2 separate regions of the Arachis hypogaea genome follow, and region 1 is linked to region 2. Evidence: chromatin contacts called from public Hi-C data. All regions are on one chromosome and are shown on one strand. The core of a region is the stretch at or near the end of the contact, and the rest is flanking DNA. Distances in the headings are between cores, read along the strand shown. Region 1 holds the start of LOC112697448 (dihydrofolate synthetase). Region 2 holds the start of LOC112697442 (ATP-dependent zinc metalloprotease FTSH 11, chloroplastic/mitochondrial).

The links. Hi-C and Micro-C count contacts between places; a contact is called where the count stands out from the background.
Region 1: a contact with region 2 is called in a Hi-C map of leaf, with 4 times the contacts expected there. The contact joins the promoter of LOC112697448 here to the promoter of LOC112697442 in region 2. A contact is called at or near these places in 2 of 8 Hi-C or Micro-C datasets (leaf and an unstated tissue).

What each region holds. Positions count from the first base shown.
Region 1 is chr6:107,918,145-107,924,433 of arahy.Tifrunner.gnm2.J5K5, forward strand. LOC112697448 (dihydrofolate synthetase) reads right to left here and starts at 4,514. Exons shown (of 10, transcript XM_072197563.1): 1 at 4,367-4,514; 2 at 2,969-3,289; 3 at 2,486-2,583; 4 at 2,206-2,356; 5 at 1,816-1,878; 6 at 1,388-1,549; 7 at 1-136. The coding sequence starts at 3,250. It overlaps LOC112697449, which reads left to right and starts at 4,646. Exons shown (of 8, transcript XM_025750628.2): 1 at 4,646-5,153; 2 at 5,691-5,822. The coding sequence starts at 4,770.
Region 2 is chr6:107,776,682-107,783,048 of arahy.Tifrunner.gnm2.J5K5, forward strand. LOC112697442 (ATP-dependent zinc metalloprotease FTSH 11, chloroplastic/mitochondrial) reads right to left here and starts at 2,160. Exons shown (of 17, transcript XM_025750622.3): 1 at 1,354-2,160; 2 at 762-915. The coding sequence starts at 1,982. It overlaps LOC112697443 (endoplasmic reticulum oxidoreductin-2), which reads left to right and starts at 2,235. Exons shown (of 10, transcript XM_025750623.3): 1 at 2,235-3,683; 2 at 3,899-4,030; 3 at 5,070-5,322; 4 at 5,889-5,999. The coding sequence starts at 3,528.

The DNA.
Region 1 (6,289 bases), core at 3,264-5,763, 140 kb after region 2:
CATTGAGCACACTGAATTTTTTTATAGTACCGCGATTCCCACTGTCAGATGCTGACACTACAGGTGAACCCATGGACGCTGCTTTATCTCGAATAATACTCTCAATATGAGGAAGAAATGGTCCACCGAGCACCAACTGAAATGCATTTCTTTGGTTAGCAAAAGAGAAAGAAAAACAATATTGTCCATAATGGTAATAAAATTGTACAAAGATCAACATCTCTGTACCAAGAATATAGAGAAAAGTTTTATTTCGCTCTGGTGTTTATGTATGAAGAATAAAATTTTAAAATTTATACATTAACACAAATCTAAATCAATAGAAGATAGGTCCAATCCATCCGAGAAAATGGAAATCCTATTTAGCTGTCACAGCAACATAAGATCCCTGTTTTGCCACTTTGCAGACATTTTAGGGTATTTTTCTCTCAAAAAATGTTATTATGCTTTAAATTAAGACATAAATGAAAGGATATTTCATATCAATAACTATTTCTGGTCTATTTTACGTATAGAATGCAAGGATTAAACAAACGACAGTTCCTAAAGGAAAAGATGGAAAGCTCTCTAGCTAATTTAAATATGCTTCTTTTTAATGAGCATTGAGTAATTGGAGTAGGACAAAATAATCTCAATGCAGCTACTACAGGTGAACCCATGGACGCTGCTTTATTTCAAATAATACTCTCAATATGAGGAAGAAATGGTCCACCGAGCACCAACTGAAATGCATTTCTTTGGTTAGCAAAAGAGAAAGAAAAACAATATTGTCCATAATGGTAATAAAATTGTAAAAGATAAACATCTCTGTACCAAGAATATAGAGAAAAGTTTTATTTCGCTCTGGTGTTTATGTATGAAGAATAAAATTTTAAAATTTATACATTAACACAAATCTAAATCAATAGAAGATAGGTCCAATCCATCCGAGAAAAAGGAAATCCTATTTAGCTGTCACAGCAACATAAGATCCCTGTTTTGCCACTTTGCAGACATTTTAGGGTGTTTTTCTCTCAAAAAATGTTATTATGCTTTAAATTAAGACATAAATGAAAGGATATTTCATATCAATAACTATTTCTGGTCTATTTTACGTATAGAATGCAAGGATTAAACAAACGACAGTTCCTAAAGGCAAAGATGGAAAGCTCTCTAGCTAATTTAAATATGCTTCTTTTTAATGAGCATTGAGTAATTGGAGTAGGACAAAATAATCTCAATGCATTTAGTCATGTACATAAGAATTGGATTGTATCCTTGTCAATAGTCCTCAATTTAGTATCTATGCAGTTGTAGCGTGTTTTGTCTCCAAGAAAAACGTCATTTCATTTCAAGTTTAGATATCTTATTAATGAGAAAAATAAGATCATGGAGAGAAACACCTAACTGGGCGGTTTTGTTTTATGATTCCTGCCTTTGCCACTGCAATAGTTTCCAATGAACCACCAAGAGCTGCTAAATGTTCCTCCCCGACGGTGGTTATAACTGAGGTAGCAAGGCCAGAGCTAGATATAACATTCGTTGCATCCCGAGCACCCCCTAAACCAGCCTGTAGAATTAAATGAAGATACAGCATTATGACTTTGGCCATCTCACAGTTTTAGGTTTAAATTTTTTAAAATAAAGACAATATTAACAATAAAACACTATCAAGAACCATCCATTATGTTGGCTTAGACAAATCCAATATTATCTCAAGACTTTTTTTTTTTTGGGGGGGGGGGGGGGAGCAACATAGAAACAACAAAATCAGAACAATAACTTAATAGCAGGTTTGCCCGAAGCAATTGCCAGTGAAGAAAATAGATAATTTACCTCAACAACAGCAATGTCAACATTCTCTTCAGCGAACAGGATGAATGCCATAGTAGTGAACACCTGAAACAACAGAGTAAACAAGTTTAGCAAATACAAAATATCCAGCTCAATTGTATTAGAATGCTATATAACATACACAGAAACATCAGCTTAAAGAATCATTAATTTGAGGCAATATTTCATTGCAAAACCAAATAATAGAGCATTAACTATTGCAATAGAAGTGATAATTTAGAAGATGCAATCCATCTTGAAAGAACAGACAGAGGAGCAAATAATGACCAAGAGAATTTAATATACTGTTCCAAATGCCCAATTGATCACATGGAATCCAATGGAAAAAAACCTCTAGTTAAAGTATTTAAACGTTGATGATATTATGAATACCTCAAAATGGCTTATGCAACCATTTTCCTCTACAATTGCTTGGTCAAGATCCTGCTTGATCCTATCAAAAAGATTACTCAACAATTTTGGCGAGACAGGATCGCCAAATCTTCCTAGTAAAATCCTCTCTCTGATTGTCTTGATATGTGGACTGCTTCAGAAAAATAAAACCTGCCCGTCAATGACATACAAATTGTAAAGCACTATTGTCAAAATTGGAATTGCAAGCATTTGCATATATATCGAGGTAATGTTGTTTTGAAGGATAAAGAAACATAACCTAGTATAACAACCAACAGAATAACCTTCTGCCCTCAGAATATTAGATATGAATGCGGCTGTTGACCCCTTTCCCTTAGTCCCAGCAATATGAACAGCCTATAATTGGAGTGAAATTGAAACATATGATACATGTGAAAATGAAGAGATAACACTACAAGAAAAAAAGGTATGAAAAACTCATCCATAACTTTTCCAAACCCATATTTAAGTACTAAGTATACCTAATAAAGAGGAGAATTTCAGCATACTCAGAATATAAAATTTCCAACCAATTAAAGAAAAAAACAGGCATGACCCTTGGTTACAAAATTTCCACTATCCAAAGTTGTGAAATAAGAAGTCATCCAAGAACTTCAACCTCTGAATAAATATTTCATTTCTTCCCCCCCGTCTAATTTACATATATGCGTGATTTAGTTGTTGCTAAAATATATATTTACCAATTAAAAAAGGGGAAGAAAAAAAAGGAGGAAAATTGCACCTTGAATTTGCAATGAGGGTTACCAAAACGTTCAAGGAGGCGTCTCATTCTTCCAAGATCAAACCCATCACGCGAATCAGTGCCTGCTCCTTTGGGAACCCCTGATTTCTCATAGTTTTTAAGCGAATCAATGTAATCCAGTAGGTTTTTCATTTCAGGCTCTCCTGCTTTCAAACATAAGGTTCGTATGGCACCTATTTGCCTTTTGATGCCTCTATTTATATGGCAAAGAAAGTTACTATTGCCAAGAAGTGTGAGGTTTCCAGTGGGAACTGCAAGCATAGTTCAGTCTCACCACAAACAGGCCTGCACAGCTGAAGCCTGAAGAAAATGTATGCTAACAAAATCAATTTCAAAGTTTTATGTATTTGAGAACCAAAAAGATATCAAAAGAACATGCATTATATATGAAATCTAGCATAAACTACTGGTCGATGTCATGAAATTACTTCTCCCAAAAACTTAAACTTATAGAAGGAGACACATGAATAATTGTATCTCTAACCATCTGTCCATAACACTTAAAAGCAAGGTTGCAAGAACCGAACCGGTTATTGAATCGGTCAAGTAACTGGTTCAATGGTCCAACCAGTTTAGTTAAATATACAATAAAACTATTACAAATTCAATATACAATTTCAAACATCCAAATTCAATGATTTCTAAACTAATAAAATTCAAAATTTTGTAATTTCACATAATAACTTGGCCATATTTTATCATTAAAAATTCACAATAAAAAATTTCCAAAAGGATTAAGATCTCTCCTTGCTGGGAAATGGGAATAATGCATAAAAAACCAATTGCATCGATCTCTTCTTTGATTCCCAGTGTAAAGCAAAATAATCCTTAAAGAACTTCACTCTACTCCCAGCTTCCCCAAACTCCTCCTCAAACTTCTTCTTCCAGAGGTCATTATTCCCAGACAGGTACAGCAGTTCTGTACACAAGCAAGCCATCCTAGCCAGAACAACACTAGGAAGACGCTCCAATCATCATCTTAAGTTCTGTGGGGACATGAAACACGGCGGAGGGTCCAATCCAGCTTTGTCACAAGGATCAATCAATAATGGCAATGCAAGCCTATCCTTAACCATCTTCCACAACTCAAAAATCTCACTTTGTTGATCAACAACAGCATCATTATCAAAATTATCCTTGGATTCAAAATTTTCCAGCATCAACTTCAAGGGCTTGGCAAATTTACGGTTATCCATAGTATTCAAGAAAACTCAGCATCCAAAGTCGAGAATCCAAAAACAGAAAAACTAAGCAAAAAATCCAAACTCAGAATCATAAAACCCAGCCACTCAGAATCACACAATCAGAATTATTGACAAATTGAATCACAGAATCAACTCAAAACAAGCAAAAATAAATTGAAGCAGAAGTACTTACCGGCGGCGAGGGAGGAAGGAAGCGACGGCGACGGAGAAGGGAAGTGAGCTTGGACAGAGAGAGTGAGAGAGCGCTCGAACAGGGAAGTGAGCTTGGACAGAGAGAGAGAGAGCGCTCGAACAGGGAAACGAGCTCGGAGAGAGACGACCGACGAACCCAGCAACCCTTCGCGAGGGCGAGAGCGAGAGGCGAGGAGAAGACGAACGATGAGAAGAGGTTCGGCGACCTCCTTGACTGTTTGGGTGATAAGTTTGGGTAGTTGGGTTTTCCGTGTGCGAGAGACTTAAAACTTTTTTGGCCACCCAACGCAACCGCCTAACAGAAAAAAGAAAAAGCTTTAATAAATCAAATATTAATTGCACAAAAATAACAGCTAAAATTTTATACTCATGGTCATCAGGTCATGGACTCCCAAATCCAGAAGCCTTTCAAAGTATACCTAGTTTCCTCCCCCGAGTCGCCCGAGTTCACCCTCCTCGCTCGGTCCCTGACTCAGTCCTCGCTCGTCGGGCTCGACGCCGAGTGGAAGCCTGTCCGAACATACCAGTCTTCGTTCCCCGACGTGTCGCTGCTCCAAATCGCCTGCCAACTCGGCGGCGACTCGGAACCTGTCTCGGCCGTGTTCCTCCTCGACCTTCTTTCCATCCCTCTCTCCTCGCTATGGAAGCCACTCCGAGAAATGCTGGAATCCCCCGAGACCTTGAAACTTGGTTTCAGATTCAAGCAAGATTTGATATATCTGTCTTCTACTTTCTGTTCCCATGGCTGCGACCCTGGTTTCGATAAGGTTAGAGGATCACAATCGCGTTGTTTCTTTGGTTGAATTTACAGTTTTCAATCTAGTTCTTGAGATTCTGAAATGAACTGTTTAGATTCTCATTTTGTAAAACATTATTTGAGTTTACTTTCAATTCGTATAACATTTTATCAGTTAGGATTATAATTTAACTTTGATTGAATTATTGCGTAAACACGGATCAAAATTAAACTTAATGCACCAGCCATATGTATTCGTTTTATAATTGAATGAATTGAATTATATTGTATAATTAATACTCAAATTGGTCCCAGAACTAACATGCACTTCAATTAATGTGAATCAAGAATACTAAATTGTGGGATCAATTGAGTAAATCAAAATTTTGGACCAAATTGAGGCGCAAGTGTAACTTCAGGACCAATATGAGTATTAACTTTCACTCGGAGGACTTACTTGAATAATAATTTACAACTTCAGGTAGTAAATTAACTAAAATGGGGCTTCACTTGAGTAGAAAATTATGCTATTTTTTAATTATGATAGGTTGTGTTGAACTGTGGATAGGTGGAGCCATATTTGGATATCACGAGTCTGTATAATCTTCTGTATCTAAAGAAGCATGGACGGAATGCACCGAAGCAGACTAAAAGTTTGTCGAATATATGCATGGAAGTCCTGGGTTTTCCTCTCTCAAAGGTTTGTTTACATATGCTATTCAACTTTTATTGCATATAAATGTGTCAATTTAGAAGATTACCACTTACCAGTGGGGTTTTAGCATTTGTTTGTGTGAACTGGATGCTTAAATAAACTACATGAACCGTAGTGTGAAGTTTTTGATTGTATTGTATCTTCTACATGCATTTGGGAAGTCATATTCACGTTACCATTATAGTAGCTAAACTCTTACATTGTTGCTGTTATATCTTTCCCAATTTTCCTCTAGAAAGGAAGGGGAAGAAAAGGTAACATAAAAGGAAAATTACAAATTTGCACTGCCAGAAGCTTTTATTGTTCTGTCTGATTTTTATGTGTTGATTTGAAGAGAGAATGAGATTATGAGGGCTCATTCTTTGTCATTTTGTAAGATGTATATTTAAGTTTTTCTTAAGAATCTTCATCCTAAAAAGTTTACGTATTGCATGCATGGCCGCCAAAAAAAG
Region 2 (6,367 bases), core at 910-3,409:
CTCCAATACTAATAACTGGGTCGGGGGAAAAAATTGTTCACAATACTTTTACCCAATTATATTCACTAACATTAAGGGCTAACTTCTCTAATACCAATTGAAGGTGTTAAGACAAACTTTTATCATAGTTACTTTTGTTCAGTTATACCCCTTTTACTAACATTGAGTCATTGAGAGGTATATACGTGATAAAACAATTAACTCTAAATAAAATAATTAGTATTGTTCTTTAAAATTATGAATTTATAGGCACTTTCACTAGTACTAATAATAGGAGTATCCAAATTTACATAATCAGTAATGTCATCAAGTACATCATATAAGAATAGGATCATACAAGGTAACAAATCAGAAAAATACCAGATTGGTTAATAAAAAGATCAATTTGAACCATATGAATCAATGCAAAAGACAAAAACAAGATAAAAGCAGTCCTTCATGAAACTTGCAACTTAATAAGAAAGAAATTTCCTTCTGATAATGCAGTTTGCCAGGACCATGAAACAAACGTCATTTGAGCATTATGATCAAAATAGTCACAGATGAAATTTGAATGACCCGACACAATCTCAATATGTTAAATGATAATTGCAAGCATGAAAAAGAGAACAATTCCTCTAGACAGACTAATATTAACTAATGGACCCTAAACTAGATGCCATGCACTCTTCCAAACCCACTAACAAAAATTGAGGCATCATGAATTAAACACAGACAGAAAAAGAGAAAGAACAAGAATATAAATTACTGAAAGCAATTACCAGAGTAGGAAGACTAGAAGGCTTTCCAATTTCCTCATCTGGAAGATATTCGGTGATAGCATTAGTCATTACAAGAGCTCGAAGATATTCTGCGACTCCTCTACTGTCTACAGCACAATCCCTTTGTTCGAATCGCTTGATGACAGACTCAGGACTAGGAAAACAAAAAAAACAAAAAACAAAAAGAGATGAAAATCTTATAAATATCTGCATTTGAACTAACAAAAAAAGGAAATAAAGAAACCATATATGAATTTAAACACAAAACTTCCAAGTCAAAGAACTAGGCACTATACCCAACTTAACTTCCCCATATATATATATATATATATATATATATATATTCTTTTCTTTATCACTTTTTTCCAATATTATCTGTAAAATTATGATATACATCATCATCAATTGAACAAGCAAGTAAATAAAAGATAAACACCAAGATCCCAGGAATGTCAAAACTAAACAAGCTTGGCTCAAGAAAGTGCACAAATTCAGCATGCAAACCCCAAGCATTCATTCTTTCATTCATTATTCATTAATCAGTAAACAATTCTTTTTTCTTTTTTGGTTCCAACACTTCACTGTCACACACCTGTGCTTGTTGAGCTCAACAAACAGAGCACTCTGCTTCTCGGCATCCTGCGGGTTCGCCTCGGCCTCGGCGATCAACTTCGCCAGCCGCTTCTCCTGACGCCAAAACGGCCACCAATCAAAAAATTCCGAAAATGCCCTTCTCACCGCTTCTCTCACTTTCACCCATATTCCAAGAAGAAACACCAAAAATGGCAACCTGGAACCAACACCAACACCCTCCTCATCTTTCTTCTTCTTCAGATTCGTACCCTTCCCCTCACTCTCGCTGCCAGACACTACACTCTCGGAACTAAGTTCCAAACTTGACTCATTCCAATCCGAAACTGCAATCTTTTCCTCCGTTGAATTTGAATTTGGAACCTCGCCGGCGTCAACGGCATCAGGTTCGGCGGAATCTGGTTCGGAGTTAGTTAATTGGGATTGAGGTTGGGGTTCGGAAGAGGAGGTAATGCTGTTGTCGGGGCGGAATGTGCAGGGGAGGCGGGAGCGGAGGCGCGTGAGGTGGGGATGGGATGAGGTGAGGGAGTGGAAAGAGAGAATTGTGTTGCGGCGAAGTGAAGGGTATGAAGATGAGAATGGGAATGGGAGGGAAGGTTTAGAGAGAAGAGAAGCTTGAAGCGTGGCCATTTGGGACCGTGTTAGGGTTTGTGAATTATCAGTGAATGTGTCTCTTCCTCTCTCTTATTATCCGTGCACGTTGTGAGAGAAAGAGAAAGAAGATTGGAGGAAGAAGAAGAAGACGGAAGCAACCTTATCCAGCCATTTCCAGGGAGTGAACTTGGCGCCGGCTTCGGATTTTTAGTGTATGTGTCTCTCGATAGATTTTTTATTTTATTGCTTTTTTGTTTTTTCTTAGTGGAAATGAAAATTTTTAGTGAAAGGCATTATTAGGCAGCAAAAATGCATTGTTGTTCATAAAAATATTTTTTAATTTCATTATTAACAAAAATATTTTTAAATTATTTAAATATGCAATAACAATATACATCTATTAACTGAAATGTTCTACTTTAATACAAAATAATTATATTGCAAAAAATGAAAAATGAGAGTCTAATATTTATAAGTTAATTATGTTATTTTTTTTGTGTACTCTCAATGTAAAATTATTTTACACGTCACTAAATTATATAATATTATATCAATAAAAATAATTTTTTTATTAATTAAATAAATAATTATTAGAAAACAAATATAATTATAAAATAGTGTAAAATTACACTATCAAAATATTAAAATTATGACTTGTTTGGGTAGTTTTTAAGAAAAGATCTTTTTTCGAATTATTTTTTTTAAAAGATTTTATGTAAAAGTAAAAGTAATTTTATATTTGGATATCTTATACAAAAAGATCTTTTTATTTATCAATTATGTTTAGGTATAACAATATAAAAATACTTTTTTTATTTATTACATGAAAAATATCTTTTTTTAAAGAAAAGAGATCTTTAAAAAAAGATGTAAATTACAGCTTCTCAAAAAGATATTTTTTATTTTTTTAGTATTTTTACTTTTACTATTAAATATTTTCCAAACACATTAAAAAATAAAAAAAAATCTTTTTTTCATTAAAAAAAATCTTTTTTTAACAAATCCCTTAAACTCTTTGAAAAGTATAGTGCAATATTTTGTGTAAATAAAAAATATCTAATTGCTATGGACGAGAGGGCAGACAGGTAGTCTCCTTCTCATAGAATTGTCTCTGGGCCTGTGGGCCTGTTTCTACCCCAACAAGAAAGCCTTGACCCAAACAAGTTTGCCTCGCATGGGGCCCACAGTGTTTCAACTTCCAACGGTGTAAGAAATTGACTTGTAAATTGCAGTGTTTCTTGGAATGTTCCTGCCCACCGTTTGGCACCATTAACAGCGCCCCAGTTTTCAATTCTTGCCATCACATTCGCACGTCACAACTAACACCTCCGTTTTCTTACCTCTTCGACTCTTCGTCATAATAAATGCACACACAACACAAACAGACACTAGTAGTAAAGCAAAAACAAGCTTTGAATTTGGTATCTTAGGGTTCTTACTTTCAACGGATCGATTGCCATTCTTTCTATTGGACCAACTCACATTGTAACAGGTGGAAATTGTTTCTGATTTCCACCAGAAACCCCGCGATTCTCTCACTGGTTGTTTTTCTGGGTGCATTGAGGTAGGTCGAGGGGGGTGATGGTGAAGAAGGAAATTGAGAAGAAGAAGAAGAAGGATAGCGGTTTGCGATGGGTTTGTGTGGCGGTTGCTCTTGTCGGCGTCTTTGTTGCCGTGACCATGTCTTCCAAAACTTCTTCAAGAATTCCTCTCTTCAGTGCATGTCCCTGTTCCCCGGTAATTTCACTTTTCTAAACCCACATTTGAAGTTTCTTTCGAAATTCTTGTTTTGATTTCCATTGTTAGATAGACTCTCAATCCTGCACTAACCCCTAATAGAAGAAATGTTCTTCATACATTGCTTTTCTCTGCTGTGTGACTTGATAACTTTCTTATAGTTGATTTTGTTTCAGTAGTGTCATTGGTTAATTTTTGTTTTTTCTTCATCGCAGGGTGAACCAAAGTATAGTGGCATGGTGGAGGATTGTTGTTGTGACTATGAAACTGTGAATCGTCTTAATGAGGGAGTGTTACACCCATCCCTTCAAGAGCTTGTGAAAACTCCATTTTTTCGATATTTTAAGGTTTGCTTGTTGTTACTTCTTGTATACATTTTTCTTGAATTTCCTATTGACTAAGATCCGAATCCTCGATGTGTTGATTCTCTTGGTTACATTAAAATATGATAAAATCCAAAACCTTTAGGTTGGAAGAGGAACTTCTAGTCTTACTATGTATTTTTTGTGTGCAAATTCTTGTAGAAATCAGAGAGAACCACATCTATAAAAACTGCTGTAATTTTATCATGGTCGAAATACTGTAGCCAGGACCGTAAGATTAGTGTGATGCAAACAAAACAAATATTTAAAAAAAAAAGAAACTGAGCTAAGGTTTTAAACTTGCAAGGCACACCCAACACTCACCAAAGATGAGAAACAAGGAATTCCATCAGAAAGCACCCATAGGACGATGCATAAACATTTGTCTAATTGATTTTGAATTTGTCCGACACATAACAAATACATCAAGGGCAATAACCTTACTTGGCCTTTGAACCTGCAAGAAGTCATTGGTTTTAATTCTATTGATCTAAGTTTTCCAAATAAATGATTTGACTTTATAGAGTGCTTTAGGCTTACATGTAGGTTTTTCAAGTGGAAAGGTTGTGTTGAGGTATGAGCTAGGAATTAAAAATAAGATATACAGCTGAACAGAGCTGAAGAAACCAGATGACTCAAGAAATGGCATGAAACTCTTGTTAGGGAGACATGAAACTTCTGATTCTATGTGCAGCACATGCAAATCCTTCTACATTATTGTTGGCCTTCAGTTGAAACTATGCTACCTGCATAATGGATTCTAAAATATTGAATTTACTATCCTCAAGTTTGAAAACAATATTCATGTTATTGGGTGATGTTGGTTTGGGAAGATTATTATTGAGAACAAGGAGGTACTCATGATATTATGCAACTATTGTACTCAAATAGTTAAAAGATACCTCTAATGATACACATAGTGTGGGCATGCTATTGATGCTAACCACTTCGTCGCATGTTATATTGTGTTATCAACCTTTATGTTTTTCCTGTGCTAAAGACTGTTTGATGGTATTTGTTGCAGGTCAAGTTATGGTGTGACTGTCCATTTTGGCCCGATGATGGCATGTGTAGGTTGCGAGATTGTAGTGTTTGTGAATGTCCGGAAAATGAGTTCCCCGAGTCATTCAAGAAGCCTGGTCGCCTTTCACTAAATGACCTTGTTTGTCAAGAAGGAAAACCTGAGGCAGCTGTTGACCGTACATTAGATAGTAAAGCTTTCAGAGGATGGACTGAAATAGACAATCCCTGGACAAATGATGATGAGACTGACAATGGTGAGCCACTGTAGATATTAATTTACATGTAAATTCTTTTCAGACATAGTTTTAGGTGCTCCTATGAAATCAGATATCAATACTGAAACATTGGAGTAGTATTGATAAACAAATTGGGTGAGATCCAATTTGCTGATAGTTTGTGTTTGACCTACCTCATGGCCCAAAATATTTAGAGTGCGTTTGGTTTGCGTTTTCTTTTTCTCTTTTCATTTTCAGTGTTTTCTGTTTTCTGGATTTTGTCCTATTTTCACTTTTTCCTTCACAAAATCCAGAAAACAGAAAACACTGAAAATGAAAACAAAAAATAAAAATGCAAACTAAACGCACCCTTAATGTTTAATTTTCAATTTAATGATCGATCAGAAAGCAAGGTGCCACGTCATTGTAGTAATAATTATTCACTTCAAATTAAGTCTTTTAATATTGTATGATATGTGGCAACATAGAATTCCTGCATACTGCATAGTACTTTCTATGTTGTTAGCATATCAGAGTTCAATAATTTTATTCTGAACTTCTTTCTGGAAAACAAGCATCTCACTGAAATATGTTTATATTTGTAGATGAGATGACATATGTGAATCTCCAATTGAATCCCGAAAGGTACACTGGTTACACTGGTCCATCTGCGAGAAGGATATGGGATGCTGTCTACTCCGAAAACTGCCCCAAATGTAAGTCATCTTCTAAAAGCTTATGTAGTTAAACTCTAGTTTTCTTTTCATCTTTTGTTTTTCAAATACTGTGAGGTTGATAGGAACACACATATTATAAACCAGGAAAAATATGAAAGTGCATATAACAGAAACAGAGATACAAGTTCTGAGCACTGTAGCAACTCAGTGTCTCCCAATATTAATATTTTCCTCACTAACTTCAAGTCCGTTTCCCATTTTATACCCCACTCCTCTCACAATGATTCTGTTATGATGAAGCACACAACACATATATACCTCACCCCTCCTGCACACTTCCCTTATTCATATTTGCTTTTACCATTTGGGCCCGTAATGCTTGTCCCAATCCCTTAAGCAGTGAATTG